Linked DNA regions of Mus musculus: region 1 is linked to region 2. Evidence: chromatin contacts called from public HiChIP or PLAC-seq data. All regions are on one chromosome and are shown on one strand. Each heading gives the region's core, a stretch centred on a gene start, on an enhancer-like site or on the middle of the called end of the contact. The rest is flanking DNA. Distances are from core to core; before and after follow the strand shown. Region 1 holds the start of Clec4a2 (C-type lectin domain family 4, member a2). Region 2 overlaps Clec4a4 (C-type lectin domain family 4, member a4).

What was found. HiChIP or PLAC-seq counts read pairs in DNA pulled down with a chosen protein or histone mark.
Region 1: an H3K4me3 HiChIP or PLAC-seq map of bone marrow-derived macrophages shows a contact between it and region 2, with 2.8 times the contacts expected there. The contact joins the promoter of Clec4a2 here to the enhancer-like site in region 2. A contact is called at or near these places in 1 of 39 promoter capture datasets (macrophages), 1 of 484 Hi-C or Micro-C datasets (the CH12 cell line), 2 of 115 datasets of contacts at active chromatin or transcription factors (bone marrow-derived macrophages and embryonic stem cells) and 3 of 9 other capture datasets (embryonic stem cells, liver and macrophages).

The regions. Positions count from the first base shown.
Region 1 is chr6:123,121,300-123,127,791 of GRCm38.p6, forward strand. It overlaps Clec4a2 (C-type lectin domain family 4, member a2), which reads left to right and starts at 2,017. Exons shown (of 6, transcript NM_011999.4): 1 at 2,017-2,370; 2 at 3,671-3,787. The coding sequence starts at 2,289.
Region 2 is chr6:123,002,664-123,009,270 of GRCm38.p6, forward strand. Clec4a4 (C-type lectin domain family 4, member a4) reads left to right here. Exons shown (of 6, transcript NM_001005860.2): 3 at 1,346-1,447. Among named protein-coding and RNA genes, the nearest start is that of Clec4a4, 16 kb to the left of the region's middle. Within about 2 kb of position 3,133, at least 12 of the 459 cell types and tissues checked have an H3K27ac peak or open chromatin away from gene starts, as enhancers often do. A contact at or near this core is called in bone marrow-derived macrophages and embryonic stem cells, where this site is marked.

The DNA of each region.
Region 1 (6,492 bases), core at 767-3,266, 120 kb after region 2:
AGTAGATGCAATAAACGTTTTGCTGGCTTCTTAAATACCCATATCCCCCCCCCCCAACATTTCTTTTATGGCACTTGAAATCAAAATTTTCATTTTATCCTTAAATTTTGAGCTACAGGCTGAGTTGCCATTTGTTGTTACATTTTGGGTTCACCTTTTCCCACCATTTATCTCTGCTCCTCATCATTTCACCCCCATATAACTAGATAGGAGAAAGAGGAGAGATAGAAAGAAGAGAAAGATAGAGATCCTTGAATCTAATCTCTTGCTTGTTTCTTCTTTGAGCATGACTACTAATAATCTGAAAACCCCTCCCCCTCACAACCACTAACCACCAATTCTGCCTATCGGGGCTCTAGAATTTATATACTCTCTGAAAATTTCCCAGGATTCCAAACATGACACAATTGCAGAAACTTTCTGAAACTGGAATAAGCACACCGCCACCAGATCATGAGGTTAATTATCGTCAGCTGCTGTGGGAAGTCTGAAACAAGCACAGGTTGCTGCACCTGAGATTCAGAATGAAAATATATTCTTATATTTCTATGTTTTTTAAAAGAAGTAAAAATTTCAAAATTCTCACCACAAGCTTCCTTGCAGAGGGTAGACCAGGCATGGGTAAAGAGTGTGCATGGTGGAAAACTCACTGTGGGACGTTACTGTCTATTAAGGTAACGAGAATATCCATGCCTGGTTGTGGATGGCCTGACATTGGGTGTTAGCAGTCAAGTAGGATGAGGAGTGTATCTATGCACAGAAGGCAGAAATGGTGTCACTTTCAGAGAATCGTGAGGTGAGAATGCTGTCTGCTTGGTGGGATATCTCTGTGTCGCTGCTTGGTACCTTCCAGGGTGTTGAGAGTTTCTGCCCATCAAGGTGACCTTGGTGGTGTGCTAAAACCCAGGGAGGCTGAGTGGAGTCTTCCCAGAGATCAGCACCAGGAATGAGAGCACATCCAGCTTAGGGGACATAGGCTTGACCTGAGGTTTGGAGTCCACCCAGAAAGTACAGGCCTCTAAGTGAAGTGTGAGCAACATTGTGGGAAAGAGATGGGAGCATCCAAGAGATTATCACTTGGGAGTTTGAGATAGAGATAATGAGCATAGATTTGTTTTTACTCATAGATGTAGATTAGAAATGCCAAATTTTGGAAATAAAACGAAACCTGTGGCTTTACATTAAAATGGGGGTAATAGTGTTAACCCATGGTTTTCAGCATGTTTGGATATAAAAGCAAAAGAAAACCAGTAAATACAAACTCTCTCTCTCTCTCTCTGTGTGTCTTATGCATGCACATGTTGTTTGATTGTTATGTGTAGTGTAACATGGAAGTAGCTAGAGGAGATTCAAAGAAGGGAAGTCTTTGGAAGAACTGAAGGCTGAGCATGTGGCTGTGAGCTGGAAGATGTCTGTGGGAGTGACTCAAATGATTCCATCTCCAGCAGCTCAAGTAAGTGTCCCCTCTTGTACTCTGTGATCCATTTTATTCTCTCAACTATTCCCAACAGTGCAGTGAACATTTAAAGCATGAGCTGAGGAGGGCTGGGAGTAAGGGAAGAGAGGCACAAGGAGAGGAGAGAGTCCAACCACTGCTACTATCCAGAGCTGTTTCAGGAGCTCTGGGCATGTCCAGTAGCAAAGTGAGTGGAGAGTCCCCATGCAGGTAGTTATGAATCTATGGCAGGAGGCAGAGTGCTCAGAGGAGCAACTTCAGAAGAAACAGAATGTGAACTTTGCCTTCCCCACACTGGTGGCAGCTGAGAAAAAAGTGGGAATCCACACAATGGTGAGGGCTAATGGTCCACTACAATGTGGTATCAAAATTTTCCTGTTCAGTCAAAATCATCGTTGTGCCTTAAGAGTTTGCTTATGTTGTCTGGTTTTCCAGAAACCACATTTGCATATAGAAGTGAGTGAATTTATGTGTGCTGCAGAGTGTTTTACAACAGGGTTCTCTAATAGCATGGTTCCTCTTTCTCCTCCTTCCTCTTTCTTTCCTTCCCCCTTTGAGTTCCCACTTTGCAGTACTTGCATATCTTGCTGAGTGGGTTTGAGGGCTACAATTCTTATTTTCTTATGTTAAGAGGTTGCATTTCCCTTATCTCGCCCTGGTGATTCTATGCTGTGGTTTCTTGTTCTCATCTCGTTTATCCTAGTGAGACATGTCTCTTCTTTCATACAACTGTGCAATATGACAACTTATCACAGTGATTGGTTCTCATATACTATAGAGCCTTAGAGAAGGAACAAGGCTCTCTTCTGACGGAGGAAGATTTTTTCTTGATATGGCTTCAGAAATCACTTATGCAGAAGTGAAGTTCAAGAATGAATCCAACTCCTTGCACACCTACTCAGAATCTCCTGCAGGTAAAACAAAACAGAAATCCCTGTCTGTACTTAATGTAGATGGGAGGATAAAGGAAATGTCATTCTCAAAGTTAGGTGGTATTTGTGAATGATTTTTTGAGTGCTCCCATCTGGTATTTTACTGGAGTCTCAGCTGTTTAACTGTAAATTGACTTGAAGAGCTGTAGAGTTGTATAGTGGGAAGGAAAAGCTTTCTTGGCATGGTTTTTTTCTTGTTATTTACAAAAACTATACCTTGAATCTTGCTGTATTTCCTGCTCTATATAAATGAACATAAATGCATATATTTTTCTGAAAATTAAATCATATTGTTTAATAGTGAGCTCTCCCCTCTACGCTTGACAGAATTTTGTAACTTCATGAAAACTGTTTCAGTGTTTGGAGCTTTTATCCTGAAGGAACTTTTTTTTTTCTTTTATACGATAGATCAGAGCAAAACCTCTCACTTAATAGGCAGTTGCTCCGCTAAAGTTTCCAGCCATTTGAGAGTGGTTATCAGACTGACATTATGCTCAAGAGGTGGACTATGATTAGAAATATTTATCTCTTATTATATATTTGTCTTTAATATTTGGATAGTCTGGAAGTGATTTAAATATACAGTACTGCAACCACAGTAAAGAACACTATGAAAGTACAGTGACCTGAAAATATATTTATAATACTGATGCAAAGAAAAGTTGTAGGGCAGGTGGCAATGTTTATGTTGTGTTATCATGTGAGAAACATATTATATATACGTACTTTAACACTTGCTAAAAGGTTCACATGTGCTCTAATTCCAGCATTCATGAAGCAGAGGCAGGAGGATCACTGGAGATTTGAAGCCAGTCTTGTCTACATAATGAGTTGTAGACCATCCAAGACTACATAGAGAGACACTAGCTTCTTATACCTTTCATCACCAAAAACAAACAAACAAACAAACAAACAAACAAACAAATGAATGAACAAACAAGCCAAAACAAAAACAAACCCAACCCCCAAAACCACACACAAAGAAACAAAACACTCTATGAAAAACATTAATAAAGTATTTTTGTAATATATATTTACATATATTTGTATAAATGTGTACATGTAAGTATACACACATATATGTATTCAAAGTATTTTTTCAAATCTCAAAATATTAATACCGGTTACTTCAACAGTATAAGTCTGTGCATTTTTTATTGTTTTAAATGTTTCTGCTATTAGTAACTATGTGTCATGGAGGAAAATGAAGAAGAGGAGGGTGGAAAAGAAGAAACAAAGATAAAACTTACTTCTCACGAAATGAATGTGCTTCTCCTTCTAGCTCCCAGAGAGAAACCTATCCGTGATCTAAGAAAGCCTGGTTCCCCCTCACTGCTTCTTACATCCCTGATGCTACTTCTCCTGCTGCTGGCAATCACATTCTTAGTTGCTTTTATCAGTAAGTATCCTGCACACATCAATGGACCATGTCTGCCTTAGATGAAGAGAGGTTCCACTCTAGCAGTTGGCATTTAATGGAAATATGAAGAAGAAATATTCTTCATGGAAAATTAATACAAGGGATTCTATTGTGACTTCCCCTTTGTCCTTAAATTTAATTATTGGGGAAAAATGGAGTCCACTCTCAGTATAGAAACTAAATCACACTCGTGAGTGTCTGTGTGGGGCTGTCTTTATTAGACTGGGAGGTCAAATCTACATTTTCTCATTGGCAGCAAGGTGTCAAACTGTATGTGTATAGGGCTCCTTCATCTAATGTGAGCTTGTAGACAAGAAAGAGCTAGGAAGAAATTGTCCAAGAAGAGTTCTTCAGCTAATTCCTAGCTGCTTCTGTCTTGTCCAGTATTATGAGAAATCTAAAAGCAACCTGAGCAAATGGGTGGATTTCTGTTCATCAAAGATTTGAGAATGTATGAAAAATTTAAAAAAATGCATGAAAAGTCACATATTTAGGATGCTTTACTCATTTATTTGCACACTCAGAATAAAGTAATAGTAATAATATAGTAATAGCACACATTAATGTATTACAGATGATGTATCAGACCAAGTCCAGGAAGAACACAGACTCTGTTCTCAAGAAATGTAGAGGAAAGTTAATGAATCAGTGTCAGCTAAATATAACGGCAATCTCTTATTATCCCAGCTACTTAGGATGTTAGATAGTAGGACAGTAAGTGTGGAGCTAGCCTGGGCTATGTAAAAAGACTATATCTGATGAAAATAAACTGGGGTCTGCAACATTGTTTGGGAAGTGTTGTATTGTGATAGCTTTCCTAAAATAGGTGACACCTAGAACTGTGGGTACCAAGAATGTCACAGAGGGATGAAACTGAAGCACGAGTGGCTGAAATACACAGTGCTAAGTGAAGAAGAAATGAGATTTCCCTAGGTAGACACAAGCAGGATGTAGAACATGTGCTGTGCACCCATACAAAACCATTTATTTCTCTTAAAATGTGTTCTTTAATCAAGTATTGTTTTCTACTTAATAAATCCATGTCAATGTAATGAGCTAATACATATACTTATTTATCTCATGCTTCTATGGTTTGGCAATTTAGGCTGATCTCCACTGAGTGGCTCCTCTTGTCCTAGTTGAGCTTAGGCATGTGTATGTGTCCAGGCATCTCAGACTCTGAGGAAGAGGAGGCCAGCTGGAATGACGAACAGTGTGGCTCAACTTTATATGAGTTCTTAGGAGGGCCTGGGCTCATTTACATGGCAGCTTGGAGATTTCCAAGACTGAAGGTGGCAATGAGCCAAGGCTCTCAAAAAATTTAACTGGAGAGTACATCAGAGATCATTTTTCACATTCTCTTGTTCAGCTCTTGCAGAAAACTTTACTTTTTTTTTTTTAAATTTAAATTGGGACAGTTGCAAAATCCCATTGCAATAGTATGTGGACATAGAAGTTAAAAATTGTGGTCATTTTTTTTTTTTTTGCAAAATATCAATGCCATGGAGAACTGCTGTACCATTTCAAAGAGAGAATTGGTATAGCCACATTTAGGTTATAGATGGTGCTTTTTACAGGAATCTGAAAATAGAATCTGTAGAGCAAAGAGAGAAATGAGAGAAATAATTTATAACCTGATAATGAGATAAGTGTCAGGAAAACATGAGATGAGGCAGCTTTGAGATTTAAAGAGTATAGGACCAAGAAAATAGATGTTTGATGATTATTGAGATCTAGGAATTAAGAGGTCCAAGAAATAAAATGTGATTTTAATAGTTTGATGATGTAAACTCAGCAATCATGAAATTATTCAAAGAGGTGTAGAATATATAAGCCATATGTTTAAGTTGGTAGATGTTGACTTGAGTTTTAGACATACTGAGTTGAACCTAATATGATTGCATTTAGTGACCATAAAATCTTATGCAAAAGGGAGCAGACAAGCAATACCATAGCAATACATGACCTTACTCAGGAAGAATTTATATGAGAAGAAATCATAATGACAGGGCCGTAGGAAGTGTTAAATTGAAGGGGTGGATGGAAGGAGAAGAGATTATTAAAGACAATAAAAAGTGATTGTCAAAAGGTGAGGCAAAACCAAGACAGGCAGCGTCTAAAGACCTAAGGGTTAAGAGAACTAAGCTTACATCCAATAACAAGATGGCTAATGAGTGCCCTGGGATATTACTGAGTATACATTTCAAAACTGGTGTTTGAGAAATGGAGGAAGCATAAGTGATGGCATAATGAGGACAACAACATAGGCAGGAAAGTGAGGAAATCTAGTTCTAGAGGGGGAGGCCAGTTAGTTTTAATAGGACAGAATGGGAGTGTGGAACATGGAGGAATAAGTCAGTCTAAATGAAGAAAGTTTAAGGAAGAAAGCAATGCCCTGCAGATACTTGTGGTTTTTTTTTTTTTTTCTGATTTCACATTCTAAAATAACATATAACTACTCAGAATTACTTAACTCCTTTTCCTCCCAATGCAAAGGTAGTTGACATCCTTAAATATGACTATTTATCTCTGATTCATCTCCTGGAAGAATTAACATTTTCATCTTACATTCAGCTTTGAAGGATATGGTTCACTCCCTTTAGAGCCATGATAACAGACCCATCCCGCCTTTTAAGTCACTCTTGTTTCTGTGATTTCTGAAAAGTATCTGTGGTTTCAAAATA
Region 2 (6,607 bases), core at 1,883-4,382:
CATAAATTCATTCTTTTTAATAGCTGAGTAGTACTCCATTGTGTAAATGTGCCACATTTTTTGTATCCATTCCTCTGTTGAGGGGCATCTGGGTTCTTTCCAGCTTCTGGCTATTATAAATAAGGCTGCTATGAACATAGTGGAGCATGTTTCTTTCTTACTAGTTGGAACATCTTCTGGATATATGCCCAGGAGAGGTATTGCGGGATCCTCTGGTAGTACCATGTCCAATTTTCTGAGAAATCACCAGACTGATTTCCGACTTTAATATTCTTATGATGAAAACTCAGTAACCATGAAGTTGATCAAAGAGGTAGAGAATATATGATAAATTATAAGTTTACATGGGTAGATGTTGACTTTAGTTTTAGGCATATTGAGGTGAATCTAATATGTTTGTGTTTAGTGAGCAAAAAAACTCATACAAATAGACAGCTGACAAAACATGACAATCATATGACAAGCAATACATGACATCACTCGGGAAGAATTTGTATGAGAACGAAGCATAATGATAGGGCTGTAGAAAGTTACATTTTAAAGGGGTGGATGGAGGGAGAAGAGATTATAAAAGACAAGAATTGATGGTCAAAAGGTGAGGCAAAACCTGACAGAGCAATGGTTCAAGGGCTGAAGGGAAAGAGAACAACTGGGCTCAAGTCCAATGCCAAGAAGGCCAATGTGTGCCCTGGGATATTACTGATGACCCTTTTCAGAGCTGGTGTTGGAGAAATGGAGGAAGCAAAAGTGATGGAATAAGGAGGACAAAGACACAGGCAGGAGAGTGAAGTCATTCAGATGTAGAGGGAGAGGCCAGTCAGTTTGATTCTGAGTGAGCGAGAGTCTGGTACATGGAGGAGCAAGTCAGACGAAAAGATGTGAGTTTAAGAAAGAAAGCAATGCCTTGTAGATACTTGTTGGTTTTTTTCTTACTTCCCATTCTAAAATAACCTATAACTACTCAGAATTACTTAACTCCTTTTCCTCCCAATGCAAAGGTAGTTGACATCCTTAAATATGACTATTTATCTCTGCTTCATCTCCTGGAAGAATTAACATTTTCATCTTACATTCAGCTTTGAAGGATATGGTTCACTCCCTTTAGAGCCATGATAATGGATTCATCCCGCCTTTCAAGTCACTTGTGTTTCTGTGAGTCTGAAAAGTATCTGTGGTTTCAAATTAGGAGGCTGAGGATTCCATTGACTATGGGGTGATGGGAATTGTAGTCAGGCTCTGTCTACTTATGTAATGTGGATGTTGTAGATATTTGTACCAGTAAATAAAGAAATAGAAAGGTATGCTTCTATCATGAAAATGAGTGGTTTTGGTTGTTTTCTTCCAGTTTATTTTCAAAAGTACTCTCAACTTCTTGAAGAAAAAGAAGCTGCAAAAAATATAATGTACAAGGAATTGAACTGCATAAAAAATGGTTCACTCATGGAAGGTAAGAATAAATGTACCTAAGTGTATGTTTGCTGTTGTAGAGTGTAATAGTTTCATATAAATCCTTTTTCTTTCTGTCTCTGTCTGTCTTTCTCTTTTACTTATTCTTTCAGTAATTACAACCAATCACCATTTCCCCTCCATCCACTCCTCCCAGTCCCTGCCTCCTACCCCCTTCTTCCCCAGATCCACACCTCCTCTGCTTCCCTCCAAAAAAGAGGGGGACTCCCAGGGATATGCATAGAACCTGGCATAACAGGTTACAGTAAGACTAGGTACCAGACCTGATTTCAAGGCCAAAGTAATCCAGGAGGAGGAAAATGGACCCAAGAGCAGGCAGAGTGTCAGAGATGCCATGGACTGAGCCTAGTCAGCTCCCCTCAATCCGTGGGAATCAGGGGTTCCAGCAAGTGGACATGGAGTCGGCGAGAATGGGGTGACAAACAGACAGGACACGATTAAGTGTGTTGGGTCTGAATGTATTGTCCAAACGAACGCCAGACTTTTTATTACAGAAGAAAAACAAAAAAACCAGGCATACACATCCACCAAGTTACAGTGACACAAAACAAAAGGAATGCATAGTCCGAGTTTACAACTTAAAATGGAGCCAGGTGAATGCTATGATGTAATGCTAGTCTATTGTTAAACCCACCACCAGGGGTTCTTTAGTAAATACCTGATTATGCTATTCCTCTGGGCCTAGTGAAGAAACCTGCACCAGGGGAATTCCCTTCCACTAACTCTTTCATGAGACAACACACCTATTTGCTAGGTCATTGTACATTCCTGTGTTTGGGTGTGACTCAGCTATTGTCCTAAGTAATTACTATGCAGACTAGCCCTGAGCTCTCCTACCTCTGAACTGTGTAATGCCTGATTATTTTCACTGTCTCTACTAGAAGTGAATTTGAATGTTACTGAACAGGTAACATTCTTACTGAATTCCAAGCTCACCATCAGCTTCAACGATTTTCTAGGAACCATTGGAACACTAGTGGAGGCTTAGCTATATGTCAAAAATCAATCCTTAAAGGCACTTATAATAAAACAATACTGAAAGAGAGCACATGGATCCAAATGCCAGACTAACGCAGGGACAGGTTTTGAGTATATGGGCTATGGGAATGCCAAGGTTCCAGGAGGCAAAGTTTCCTTGAAACTCTTCCACTCGTGACTGCTTTCAGGCCCTTAGGCTTACCCAGCAGACTGCACTGGAGTGGACGTAGCACAGAGACAAGCCCACTCTACTGTTAGGAGTCCCACAAGAACACCAAGTTAGACAAACATAACATATATGCAGAGGCCTTCGTGCAGGTCTGTACAGGCTCTGTGATTGTCGATTTAGTCTCTGTGAACCCCTGTGAACATTGCTTAGTCATGTTCTCTTGGTGTCCTTGACCCCTCTGGATCCTACAATCCTTCCTCCCCATCTTCTGCATTCCCCAAGCTCTGTCTAGTGTTTGGCTGTGGGTCTTTGCATCAGTTTTCATCAGTTGCTGGAGGAAGGCTTTCTGATGACAGTTGGGCAAGGCAAGGATCTATGAGTATAGCAGAAAATTATTAGGAATCATTTCATTGACATTTTTTCCAGTTGTGTTTGCTTTTGTCCTATATGTCTGGGCTATTCAGTCTTAGCTCCTAGCTATCCAGGCAGTGTTGGACATGGGCTCCCTCTTGTGGCTTGGGCCTCAAGTCGGACCAGCCATTGGTTGGCTATTCCCAGAAGTTCTGTGTCACCTCAGCACATCTTGCAGGCAGGACACATTGTAGGTCAAAGGTTTTGTGGGTGGGTTGGAGTGCCAGCCACATGTCTGGGAGCCTTGCATGGTTACAGAAGGTAGCCAGTTCAGACTCTGTATCACCCATTACTAGGAGTCTTCACTAGGGTCACCCTTGTAGATCACAGGGACTTTCCATTGCATTACTTTCCACATCGATCCCCAAATGCCCACAATCCAGTCATCTTTCCCTGTACTCACTCACTCCCATCTCCTCAACTTGATCTTTCCTGTTCTACTTTCCATCTGCCCCGTAGTCTACCCACAAGATCTATTATATTTCCCCTTACCAAGGAGATTCATGTGCCTCCTTGATATTTAGTCTTTTTGGGTTTGTGGGTTGTAGTAAGATTATCTTTTAATTAACAGCCAATATACAATAAAAGTGTAACACATTTTAAAAACTCCATTCTTCACTGGGGAATATCTAGTTTTTTTTTTTCCCCCAGTTTGTAGCTATTATGAATAAAGCCTCTATTGACACAGTTGAACAATGTCCTTGTGGTAGGATGGAACCTTTAGGGTATATTCCCAAGTTAGATACAGCTGGGTTTTGAGGTAAATTGATTTCCAATTTCCTGAGGAACAGCCATATTGATTTCCATAGTGTCTGTACACGTTTGCACTCCCACCAGCAGTGGAGAAGTGTTCCCCTTGCGCTGTGACCATTGTGAGCTGTCACTTGAGTTTTTGATCTTAGGCATTCTAATGGGTATAAGATGGAATCTTAGTGTAGTTTTAAATTGTATATCCCTGATTGCTAAGTATGTTAAACACTTCTCTAAGGGGTTCTCAGCTATTTGATATTCCTCTATTGAGAATTCTGTTCAGATCTGGATTTTTTTGGTTTGTTGATGTCTAGTTTCTTGAGTTCTTTATATATTTTGGATATATTAGCACCTTGTTGCATGTGAAGTTGGTCAAAATCTTTTCCTGTTCTGTATGCTACCATTTTGTCCTATTGACAGTGTCCTTTGTCTAACAGAAAAAGTTTTTAAGTTTCATAAGGTCCTGTTTATTAATTGTTGATCTAAGTGCCTACACTATCAGTGTTCTGTTTAGGAAGTTGTCTCCTGTGCCAATGTGTTCAAGGATATTCCTTATGTCTTCTATAAGGTTCAGTGTGTCTGGTTTAATGTTGAGGTCTTTAATCCACTTGAACCTGAGTTTTGTCCCTGGTTATAGATATGGATCTATTTGCATTCTTCTACATACAGACATACAGTTAGACTCACACCATTTGTTGAAGATGCTTTCTTTTTTTCCATTGTGTAGTTCTGGTTTCTGTCAAAAATAAGGTGTCCATAAGTGTATGGATTTACCCCGAGTCTCCCATTTAATTTCATTAATCAGTGTGTCTGCTTTTATGCCAATACTATGAGGATTTCATTACTATAGTTCTGTAGTACACCTTGAAATCAGGGATGGTGACACCTCCAGAAATTCTACCCCTCCAAGGGACATATATATAACATTTATTTGCTACAGGGGTTGGCTCAGACCTTGGGGGTGGCAAACAACTTCTAAACTTCCAACTTGCCCATTTTGAACAGGGTGGCTGCAGTGCCCATGTAGACACAGCCCATGGCTGCAGTCCCATAGCTGTGAGTGTGAGCTCCCATTGTCAGGCCTCCTGAAGAGCCTCTGATTAATCAGGAGAGCTTAAGGGCAGCACTCCAAAAATTCTTATATTGTTCAGAATTGTTTTAGCTGTTTGGATTTTATGTTTTTCATATGAAGTTGAGAATTATCCTTTCAAGGTCTATAAAGAATTGAATTGGATTATTGATGGGATTGCATTTAGTGTGAAGATTGGTTTTGGTAAAATGGCCATTTTTACTATGTTAATCCTACTGATCCTAATTCTCATGGAATTGCTTTGATTTTTCCCTCCATTTAACTTGATGTGGGCTATATACTTATAAGTTGCCTTTATTATGTTTAGGTATGTCTTTTATATCCTTAACCCCTCTAGGACTTTTATTATAAAATGGTGTTGGATCTTGTCAAAGGTCTTTTCTTCATCTAAGATGAAGATGATCTCTTTTTTCTCTTTCAGTTTGTTTGTATGTTGGATTGCATTTATTGATTTTCATATATCGAACCATCTCTGCCTCCCTGGGATGAAGCTTACTTGATCATGGTGGATGATCTTTTTGATGTATTCTTGGATTTAGTTTGCAAGCATTTTATTGAATATTTTTGTATGTGTGTTCATGAGGGAAATTGGTCTGTAACTCTTATTGTTTGTCAAATCTTTGATTTGGGTATCAGGGTGATTGTGGCCTCATAAAATGAATTTGGCAAGGTTCCTTCTGTTTCTATTTTGTGATCTAATTTGAGGAATATTGGTGTAAAGTCACTTTAGAAAGTCTGATGGAATTCTGTGCTAAAACCACATAGGCCTTTTTTTTCTGTTGGGAGAATTTTAATGACTCCTATTTCCTTATGGGTTATAGGTCTACTGAATATGTTTTTCTGATAGATTTAACTTTGGTAAGTGGTATCTATTTAGAAAATTATCCTTCTTTTTTAGATTTTCCAATTTTTTAGAATAAAGACTTGTAAAGTGTGACCTAATGATTCTTTGGATATCCTCAGTGTCTGATGTTATGTCTCCCTTCTTATTTCCAATTTTGTTAATTTGGATATTCTCTCTCCATCTTTCATTTAGTTTGGCTAGACTTTGTCTATCTTGTTGAATTTTTCAAAGAACCAGCTCTTTGTTTCATTGATTTTTGATATTGTTGTCTTTGTTTATATTTTGTTGATTTCAGTTTTCAGTTTGATTATTTCATTCCATCTCCTTTTCTTGGGTGTGTTTGCTTCTTTTTATTCTAGAGAGTTCAGGTGTGCTGTTAAGTTGCTAGTATGAGATCTTTCCTATTTTTTTATGTAGGCACTGTGTGTGTGTGTGTGTGTGTGTGTGTGTGTGTGTGTGTATGTTAAGATGCAAAGGGTATGCTTCCCTTCTTTTGGTTTTGCTCGTGTGAGATTACACATTCCTTTTGTTACCTCCTTCGGCTGCAGTTTTCTTTCTAGTATCATCTGAATTTATAAATAGACATTATTTGAATTTGAATTTGTCACAAAATATTTTGCTTTATCCATCTATAGTGATTGAAAGTGACTACTACAGTGGTATGGCAATCTGGGCTGGCATCTGTGGTCTCAGAGTATGCAGTGCATCTGTCTAGGCCCCTCTGACTTTTAGAGTCTCCATTGAGAAATAGGGTATAACTGTTACAGGTCTGCATTTATATGTTACTTGACCTTTTCCCCTTGAAGCTTTTAATCTTCTTCCTTTGTTCTGTATGTTGAGTGCTTTCCTTCTTATGTGGTGAAAATTTTTTTAAAGTAAGTGCAGAGCTTTATTATGT